Linked DNA regions of Mus musculus: region 1 is linked to region 2. The links are chromatin contacts, called in public Hi-C maps. All regions are on one chromosome and are shown on one strand. The core of a region is the stretch at or near the end of the contact, and the rest is flanking DNA. Distances in the headings are between cores, read along the strand shown.

Region 1 (5,423 bases), core at 2,385-4,884, 200 kb before region 2:
AGCCTGCCAGCAGAAACATCTCAAGGGGGAACAGCAGGCAAAAGCATGCATATAAATATAAACTGTGCTTTAAGGCATTGACACCACAGTTTATTCCCTGCGCTGGATGTAATTTATGACATATTACTCTTACATTAGCAACGAACATTTAATAGCAATCCTTAGAATACGTTTAATAATTTGGATCCATATGTAGTTTAGGAATCTGGTGACCACTAAGTCATTCTCTTAGAATAATGAATATCTTCACAGCCACAGAATTGTGCATAAAGCCTTTGACCTGTTTTTGAACTCTAGGGTAGAAAGCTCAATTGCAGAAGCTGAAAGGGGAAGAAAGTGTCAGGGTAGGGAGAAACAGACCAGAAGGATTTTAAGTTTTAACATAATAGGCCTGTGAGATAGCTCAGCAGGTAAAGGGTGGAGTTGAATCCCCTGGCCCCACATGGTGGCGGAAGAAAATAGACTCTACAGCTGTTCTCTGACTCCCACACCTGCATTGAGGCGTTTGTGCCCTTTCCCACCCCAGAACAAATAAAAGGCAAGTACTCCATAGACTTTTCTTATCCAAGGGCAATGTACTGAGCTGAACAAGAAGGCTTCAAGGAGGAGAAGTCCACACCTGGCCAGTCTTCAGGAGGGCAGAGGGACTGAGGTCACAACCATTCTGAGCTCCAACTCAATTGAGATTATAATCCAAAGTGCCTACAAAGTGCTTCTTAAAATTGATATACGCAGCGGTCTGGCCCTGGTTTTTGCAAGAACAATAGATAATATTTTTTGTGAAATGGTTAAGATAAGTGCTGAAGCCTAACTCTAGAAATGAATAATCAAGCAGGAAAAATTACTTTTGAGGCTTTATCGTCAGGAAAAAAAAAGTTGCTTTCCTGTAGTCCCTTGATTTAAGCTAGAGACGAACCAGTTCTATTTTATAGTCATCGATTTGCTTAAAATTGAGTAAAATAACTCAAGTGGAAGAAATAAGAGTAGTTGAAACACACGGGACCTCCTTAGTAAACACTGAAAATCTGGTAAGACAGGCAGAAAGATCAGTCTGTCCGGTCCAAGAGGGCTGCAGAAGTGGCCGGTGCTGGTCTGGGTGAGGCCGTTTTCAGGAAGGACTGTGGAGAGAGTAATTGGCTCAAATCGGTAGCAGCTGGACACTGCTGACCTTGCCGGAGCCCCACAGAGGCTGCGCTAAACACAGGAGCGATTTGAAAATGTGGGAAAGCAGCAGGAAGGAAAAGGGGAAGGCTCTGTAAAATCAAAACAGAGGAGAGCTCACTTCAGAAGAAATCTCAGTCTCATTGATGTCAAATGAAAACCACACCCTCTTTAGTCTCCTTTAAGTCAATTTTACATAGTAACAATTTTCCTCTTCCCCCTACTTTTCTTAGTTTCTGGGCTTTTCCTACATATTTCTCCACTGGGATGTAATTGCTACACTGTAAGCACTTAATGTAATTAGGAGAGAGTAGACTCAGGATGAGAAAATAAGTGGTACTTTTAAATGTACCTCGCAGCCACTATGAGAGCGACTGCCTCAGGCTCTGAGGAGCCAAAAAGGCTGGTGCCAAGGCTATGTGGCTCTGCAGCAAGGACGTCCTGCCTGAGCTTAGAAAGGAGACCTCAGATTCAGGGGTTAACCGAAGTGATTCCCACCACTGTGGATGTGGTGGCAGGCACAACAGAACAGCACTCTATTTAAATAGAAAGCGTCTACCTATTTTATAAACTAATATAAATTGAGACTTTTCTTTCTAGACACCTACCCCACCCCCACCCCCTGCGCCGCAAAGAGTGAAAATAGCCCCATTAACTTTTAAGAATCAAGTAATATTGTCAGCTGTAAGCCCAAAGTCAGAATTTAAGAAAAAGACTTTTAAAATATTCATTTTATAAAAAAAGCCCACGAATGGGAAAATACATGACACATTTATTTTTAAATCCAGAGTCTCTCAGCTACGGTGTCAAAGCACAGTTTTCCTGTGGGTTGCAGAGTGAAGAGATGCTCACCTCACAGCCCTCAGGATGCCCCCCCCTCCTATCCTCTAACCTGAATTACTGTTTCTGCCAACCCCCCCCCCCCGTGCTGTGCCAATGTTATTTTATTCATGTGCAGTGATGTGGGAAACAACTAAGCCGTTTTAACCAAGCAAAACAGAAAATGAGTAACAAGGCTTTCCACCAAGAGCTTGATGCCAGGGCCAGCAGAGGCCATGTTTATGTTTCAATGCTACCCTTTTTGGACATCAAAACACACATCCTTCACAATTAGTGTGTTCTTCAGAGATTAGCATCCATCACATTATCTGTATCAAGGTGAGGCATTCTTTGTCTTAGAGCAAAATCCAAACTAAAAACCAGCAAAATATCTCTGTGAGTAAACTGACATACATGATTTCTTCTTAGAAAGTGAGTGATTTATTTATTTTCAAAATAGTAATTTTAATAACTTTAGTAGCTAGTAAGTAGCTAATAGCTATAGGAAACATGTTTATGAGTCCTTCCAGCAAAGAAGAGATTTATTAAGTTTCAGAACTTATTAATTCAGTGGTGTTAAGTCACACAGGGCACTTGTGAGGTTTTGTTTGGCAAATATCCCATGAGCGCTGCCTTTTTCCCCAGAATACAGCTTCTTCTCACTTTTATCTGTTTCCTGAGGCTACTAAGGGAAAGTTTTCAGCTTAACTGGAGACTGGGGTTTCCCACCAAGATCCTCAGAGCAAATGGCCTGTATCATCCTGTTACACTGAGTCTGGGACTTTTTTCCCTCTGCCAAGTGTTGCAGGTTAGCAGTTTTCATGGTAAGGAGTGTGTGTGTGTGTGTCTGTGTGTGTGTGTGTGTGTGTGTGTGTGTGTGTGTCTGTGTCTGTGTGTCTGTGTGTCTGTGTGTGTGCGTGTGTGTGCATAGAGGCCCTAGATCAATGTCAATTCTGCGTGTGTATGTGTGTGTGCATAGAGGCCCCAGGTCAATGTCAATTCTGTATGTGTGTGTGTGTGTGTGTGTGTGTGTGTGTGTGTGTGTGCACGCAGAGAGGCCCTAGGTCAAAATCAATTCTTCTATTACTCTCCCTAGTTTCTTGAGACAAGGTCTCCCCCTGAACCTGGGGTTTGCTCTATGGCTAGACTGGCTAGCTAATGAGGTCTCAGGGTTAACCTATGTCCCCCCTTCCCCAGAGGCACCCCTCTGTGCACAACACTAATGTGAGTGCTATGAATCCAAACTCAGGTGTTTGTGCTTGAACGGCAAGTTCTTCACACACTGGTCATCACCTGCCCTCTGTCTAGGGAATCATTTAATTAGAGAGTTGCATGAATAATCTATTCTGTGCTCTGGTACACAGACCCAGGCAGCCACCCTGCATCCATGAAGGGCTGCTCATGGTTGTGGTGATCTTGTCTATGCCTTACCCTGGTCCATTTTTTTTAATTGATTTTTTTGTGAATTTTACATCCTGCACCTAAATGCCACTCATGTCCCCATCTCTCCTTCTCCACACTTCACCATTGCAACTTCCCCCCAAAAGAAAACATACAAGCAAAAAATTTTGCTGCGGAAGCTGAGCTGTGGCACAGTGTGTCATGCAATATGCCCTTTTGCCCAAACAGCTTTACTTCCAGATGTTCACTGGAATGAGTCATTGGTCTAGATTCTGCTACACTATCAGTACTAGATCCTCACCGGGACTCCTCTTGGATATCCTGTTGTTGCCCTGTGCAATGAAGATCTTGCGGTGGTTTTGGTTCTGCAGGACCAGCCCCTTCCCATGCTCCAGCAGTTCATCAGTCGGGTAGATGTTTAGGTGGATCTGGGTCTGGGTGGTAGCTGAGCTGCTCAGCCGGACAGCTCTCCCATGCTCATGCAGTCAGAGCCAGTTCTTCAGCACAAGCCAGTGTGGATCAGGGCCTGCTCACCTGCTCTCAGGCCCTCAGGGCCAGCTTTGTCATGCTGTTCTGATGAGGGGTGGGACCAGCTCTGACATGCTATCCTGGTGACAGATGGGACCAGCTCTCCCAAATGTGGCAGCCAGTGAGGGGTGGGGCCAACTCTCCACAAACCAGGGATGTGCATGCTTGGCCTTTGTGGCAACATGGTCCATAGACATCAACACAGACACCCACACCCTGATGCCATAGGTTCATAGACACAGACATGACCCTCAGTGACAGCATAGGCTGGGACCTTACTATGGCCTCAGGTGGCATCACTGGCTTCTCACATCCGGACGTTCCTCACTATCCCCAAGTCTTGAGTTCTACATCTCTTCATTGTGCACACACCTTCTCTTTCTCTTCGATCTCTCCACCAGTTACTTGCTCATCTTAGTGGCACTCAGGTCTTCTATGTGTCTTCTGAGTGGTTCCAGGCAAGAGGTGATTTATTTATTTTTATTTTATGAATATGTGTGTTTTACCAACATATATACTTGTACACCATATGTATACGGTGTCTCTAGAAGACCGAAGAGGTCATTAGGTCTCTCTGAACTGAAGTTCCACATAGTTGTGAGCTCCCATGTGACCTCTTAGAAATGAACCCAGGCCCTCTGCAAGAAAAACAAGTGCTCTTAATACTGAGCCATCTCTCCATGCCCAATATACATGACATGTCAAAGTTTCTATTATCCAACAGTCTATTTCCATGATCATATCTTGAACTAACAACCTTAATATATTACTCCAAGTATCTTTTTTCTTTTTTATTCAATACAGCTTGCTAAAACACCTTTACTTCCTCATTGGTATCTTCCATAACAAAAGAAATAAGTTGTATAATTGAATTAGGATGATGCAACATAGGCAAAAATGCATGTTTTGAAATGTAAAGAATGCTTAATCACTTAACAATGTTCAATTTAGAATTTTCACCTTTACTCTACTTAAGTGTTATTGGAATAGTTTAAGAATGCATTTTCCTTTTTTTCCCAAGAACATCAGTTGCTTATTCCATCTGATTTTTAGAAATTGATTACAGCAAATGACATAGAGTTATCTAAGTAATATAGTATACAAAAATAACATCTTGATTTCTGAGAAAATTCATTTCTCTGCAATTCCTGAGTAGCTACAAATTACGCTCCTTTATGCATCAGAGTTTACTCTGGGGTTTAAACTCAGTCTTTGGAAACAGCATGTGCTAGACCTTTGCCATCATTTGTGTGTCTCCCATCAAGGCTGCAAGGATCATGGGTCCTCTCAGCCTTTTTCTTGAATGTTTGCCTTTCTGATTCGTTTGCTACCACTCAGCTGAATTGTCTTTAAAGATCTAGGCCAGAGCTTAATTGTTATCGAATACATACTGAAGTCAGACAATCCAAGGCCATTGTTATGCTAAACTTAGGTTATTTATAGAAACCTATAGATATTTTCACAATTGACTTTACCTCCTACCTGGGAACATATTCAAGAAACAGAACTGGCTT
Region 2 (4,867 bases), core at 596-3,095:
TTGAGCTGTGTTACAAATTTTTATGAGAGTAAAGAATATATTTAAAAACCAATTGGCGGGAGGAGTCTGTTACTGTATCAGCTTTAGTGTTACCAAGCACTTTGCCCCGGTACACTGTGGGCATGTTTTGAGTGGGTCTGCAGTTAACTCATTATTAATGGCATAGGCTCAGTAACCGTGTTGGACCCCGGGGATTTGCTGCTGCTGATAGTGCTTTGCATGCCTTCACTCACCAATCCTAAGAACCGGGTATTATTGTCCCCCTGTTTTTCAGGTGAGAAAATGGAGGGGCAGAGCCGTTAATTGACCTCCTTCAGGTCAGGATTCTAGTGATGCAAAGTTAAAACATGAACCCAGACATATTACACTTGTATGCTTTTATTATGATCCTGTGCTGCCTTCTCTTCCTTCTCTTTACGTACAATGTGTGGATAGATAGGATGTGTATGGATCCAAAGGATAACTTTTATTTGGAGTGAAAGCTTCTGAGTGGGGAGTTTCCCTTGGTGGTGAACTTAGAGCAATTGGAACGTCTTGGATGGGAATGAGCTTCATGGAGACCCTCATAGAAGCACTTGAGACATAATGCCGAACATTGTTGCACTCTGTTATCTTTTTAACAAATGTTAGCTTATAATCTTTTTTGTTATTCTTTACATATTAATAGGGGTAATTATTTCTGAGTCTTCACCTCTGACAAGTCACTTTCACTTTGTATGTCATTGGTTTGTTTGTCTAATCGCTCTCAGTAGAATAGAAGCTTATGTTGTATTCTTTCTCATCTTAATGATTCATGTGTATGACACAGGGTCTTTTCCTTTGTCACCTCAGATCCAGAATGGTTACAGTGACTTGGTTATAGAAGGGACTGTGACATGTTTTGCTGCTTGGTACTCAGTAATTTACCCTGAAAATGTACAGTTCTGTGTTTGTTATACCAGTTGCAATCATTAATGGCACATGTTTAATTAATGAATTCTTTCGTAATCAGATACATTTTTTTTGTGTGAAACTACTTTTTTGTGTAAACATTTTTTTGTGTGTAAAACATTAAATAATTTCTAATAAATGAACCACAGATATATAATGAGCACTATCTAGATGCAGACATTTATTTTTCTCTCAATCCTTGGTACAGTTTGAAATTATATTTAAATAGTAGGTAAAAGTAGAAACTATCCAAGTATGGTAGTGCATGCCAATGACCCCTGCACGTGCAAGACAAGGGAGGCTAGTGAATTTAAGTTTAGCATGGGTTATATAGGGAGAACTTTATCTAAAATATACATCAATATATGTTACTAGATATGCAAATATCAGATCTGCTGTGTCTGATAGGAGTATAAAATAATAGAAATATTATATCCAAGACAAATTAAAACATGTTCACAGCAAAACTTGCTCATAAGTGTTTATGGAAGTCCTAGACACAACAGCTACAAAGTAATTTAAATGTCTGTCAACTGACAGATAAATAAAATGTGGTATATCAATAATGGACTAGTATTTAGAAGAAAAAGGAGTGAAGTATTGAGGCGTGGTACAATACTGATGAGACCTGAAAACCTGTTAGGTGAAAGAGCCCACAACACAGACATTTCAGAACAGGCAATCTATAGAGACAGAATAGGGACATGGAGGAAAATGGAAAATACTACTTAATGGTAAAGTAACAAAATATCTTACAGTCAATTTGGATATGTTTGTACATGTCTGGATCTATTAAAATGAAGCATCCTATTCTAATAGATGTATTTATCAGTAAGTCGGCTACTGAGAAATTAGATGGTTTTAGAGATTAGTATCTTCTCCTTTTGCCATTAAGATATATGCTAGAGGTGGAAGGACACTTCTGTTTTTATTGGTTTTCTAGTAGGTATTGCTCTTTTTTGTCTTTTTGGTTTCTCGTGTGTGTCTGTTTGTGTTTGTGTGTCTGTGTGTCTATGTGTTTACATATACTCACCAGTAATTATCATTTTCTATTAGTTTCTAGTGCCAAACTAAAAAGAAAAAAGAACTGGTTTGGAACAGCAATATATACTGAAGTCATTGTAGATGGAGAAGTTAAGAAAACAGCAAAATCCAGTAGTTCCTCTAATCCAAAATGGGACGAGCAGCTGATTGTGTGAGTATCATGTCGTAAGAATAGAAAAATCACATGTTCTATGTTTTGTATTTTGTAGATTTCACGTAGTGAAGCTTTTTTCTTTATCTAAGAAAGAATTTTGCATCTGAAGAATTTTTTTTATCATTTTTCTCATAGAGGATGGATAGTAATTTGTGTTTTTATTTTATAGACAATTATGTTTACTTAGCCTTTTTTCTGATTGCTTTGAATAGAAATAAAGTCAGCCATTCTTAAATTTGGCATTTTGAAGTATAAATTTGGCACATGAAGTATAAATTTGAATGTAGTAGAAACATTATAACTAGTGTCAGCCATTCTGAAAAGGTTTAGAAATGTGTTCCCAGGGGAGAGGATTTTCTGAGGTCTCAGTAAGGTTCTGAGTGATGCATAGCTCAGTGGTTGCTAACTACAATAATCCTAAAGTAGTTATCAAGGCCACAATGTATTTGAAAATATTTGTTATTTTCATTTCTGATCCAGGTTACTGTTTTATACAGTATTGAATTCAATTCATGGTTTTAGAAAAATAATAATTAATATAAATAACTTAGAAGAGTTAGCACACACAGCGATGACATGTTTATTTTTGTTACAATGTTATTCATGCAGAAATGTGACCCCACAGACCACCTTGGAGTTCCGAGTTTGGAGTCACCACACTTTAAAGGCAGATGCTCTATTAGGAAAAGCAACAGTGGACTTGAAACAAGTGCTGTTAACACACAACAGAAAATGTAAGTGGCTTTCGAATCTCTGACTCTTCATACATCATTTAAGAGACTTTAAACACCTCTTTCTAAAGTCCAGAAGTGAAGTACACTTTGTAGTATTGTGCTTATAAAGCACTTATAATTGCCAGTGGTTGCTTTTAGAACTGTGTTGTAGGAAATATTTTCCTACCCTTTGTTTATGCTGTAGATCATCTAGAGTACTTCGATACCAGTTGTCATCAGTCATTTATTATTACTTGTTTACTTAGACCTGATTCAAGTATGGTGGTATATGCCTCGACTTCCAGGAGTCAGCAGGCTGAGGCAGAGGAATTGTGATGTCCAGGCTGGCCTAGGGTGAATGAATAAATAGCATCCCGCTCTCCTCCCGCCTCCAACAGGAGAACCCCTCCCCTGTGAGTGCTGGGGCCCAGACCCAGGTCCTTGTGCAAGCCAGGCTGGGACTTTCCCCTTCACTGTTTCTCTGGCCCTTGAGCATATTCTTATTTTCCTTAACAGTGATATCTTTTTTGGATTAAATATTCTAGTGTTAAAATTTTCAGTGATAATCAGTTCATTGTTAAAAGTATGGAGAAATGAGAAATCACAGAAGACTATAGAAATGATAATTCTATCCAAAGATAACCACTCAGCAATTTGTTCTCCTTTCTTGTTCTTAAGCATACTTTTCCCCTGAGCTTATCATCTACTGCTCTTAAAAAAAAAAATCAACAGAATACTATGAGTGCCAGGTCTCCATGATTGAAAATGTTCTAGCATTGTGGTTTCTAAAGTAGCTCAGACTATAGTGACGTTAAGCCTCTTGTCAGTATATACAAACCTTTCCGTGTATATGCATGGATTTATAATTACTTTAGGAAGGCTTTGTGAATTTTATCAAATCTCAAATTATGTGATTCACTGAAGATACAAAATCCAGAATTGTAGTTGGTGGTTATTTTTCAAGGGAATACTTCATAAGCTTGAGGGAACTGATCCTTGATCTGGTCCCCAGGTGATAGCGGGGTTCTCTCTTCAGAGGTGGAAATGTTACAGTAGGAATAATTGAAGACATTTTCTGGTTAATAGAACCTCTGACCTGGGTGTATCAGTTGGATCTGCCAATCGCCTTGCCAAGGCACCACCCCCCAGGAAGAAGGGGCTCACCTCTAGGAGGATGGGCTTGCCTTACTGAACTCCTTTAATAGGATACAGTACTTTTCCCTCCCAGAATTCCTGCTCCCACACAGCTCTTCCAAGCTAATATTCAATTTCCATGAGGTTTGTTAAGTCTGCTCTCCTTTGCAGCTTTTGCTTTTTGTTCTTTCTCTTTATTTTGGATGTTGTCAGAACCTACGGATCCTTTCTCATACCTTGGGCTCTTATGTCCTTTCTCTAAACCTCCTTTCCACCATGTCGTTGCCTGATACCAGGAGGCAGAGACCTCCATGCTTATAATGCAGACACCATGACCTTTCCCTTCTTGCCTCCATTCTTCAACTATGGGCAACTGTTGATATTTATAAAATGCTTGCCCTGGGCTGTTTTATCTATTAAACTCTAATAATATTGTCCCCTAGTTTCATATTACAAGAAAAAAGAACAAAAACAAAAGGAAGTTCCTTCTGAAAATTCTCATATAATTGAAAGTTTTTGATACATTTGATATGTTTTTTGAAAACAAGTTTTAAGGAAGAAAATGTGATACCTGTGGTTTATGGTAATTTAATTATCTGTCATTGCATGACTTACTTTTGCCTGGCCATTTGGCCTGGTACAGAAATTAGAAGGCTTTTCAATTGTATAGTATCTTACCTGGATATCATTATCTATGTCCCTATTGCACATTTAGATTGTTTCTAACTCTGTTCTGAACTTAGTCTGTACTCAGCACCCCCTCCTATATAAATATTCAGTCACTTAACCTCCATGTAAAGGAATCTGTCTTATGCAGACATCTAAGAAACTTGTAATGTCAGTGTGATTTGAGATAAAACCCTCGTAAATTGCATAAATTTAGCTATCTGGT

What was found. A called contact is a pair of places that touch in the nucleus more often than the background predicts.
Region 1: a Hi-C map of bone marrow-derived macrophages shows a contact between it and region 2, with 31 read pairs. The contact joins two enhancer-like sites. A contact is called at or near these places in 1 of 484 Hi-C or Micro-C datasets (bone marrow-derived macrophages) and 2 of 9 other capture datasets (adipose tissue and liver).

Annotation. Positions count from the first base shown.
Region 1 is chr4:19,867,887-19,873,309 of GRCm38.p6, reverse strand. No RefSeq gene overlaps it. Among named protein-coding and RNA genes, the nearest start is that of Slc7a13, 52 kb to the right of the region's middle. Within about 2 kb of position 3,634, at least 14 of the 459 cell types and tissues checked have an H3K27ac peak or open chromatin away from gene starts, as enhancers often do. A contact at or near this core is called in bone marrow-derived macrophages, where this site is marked.
Region 2 is chr4:19,670,414-19,675,280 of GRCm38.p6, reverse strand. It overlaps Wwp1 (WW domain containing E3 ubiquitin protein ligase 1), which reads left to right. Exons shown (of 25, transcript NM_177327.5): 4 at 1,987-2,125; 5 at 2,738-2,862. Among named protein-coding and RNA genes, the nearest start is that of Wwp1, 36 kb to the left of the region's middle. Within about 2 kb of position 1,845, at least 7 of the 459 cell types and tissues checked have an H3K27ac peak or open chromatin away from gene starts, as enhancers often do. A contact at or near this core is called in bone marrow-derived macrophages, where this site is marked.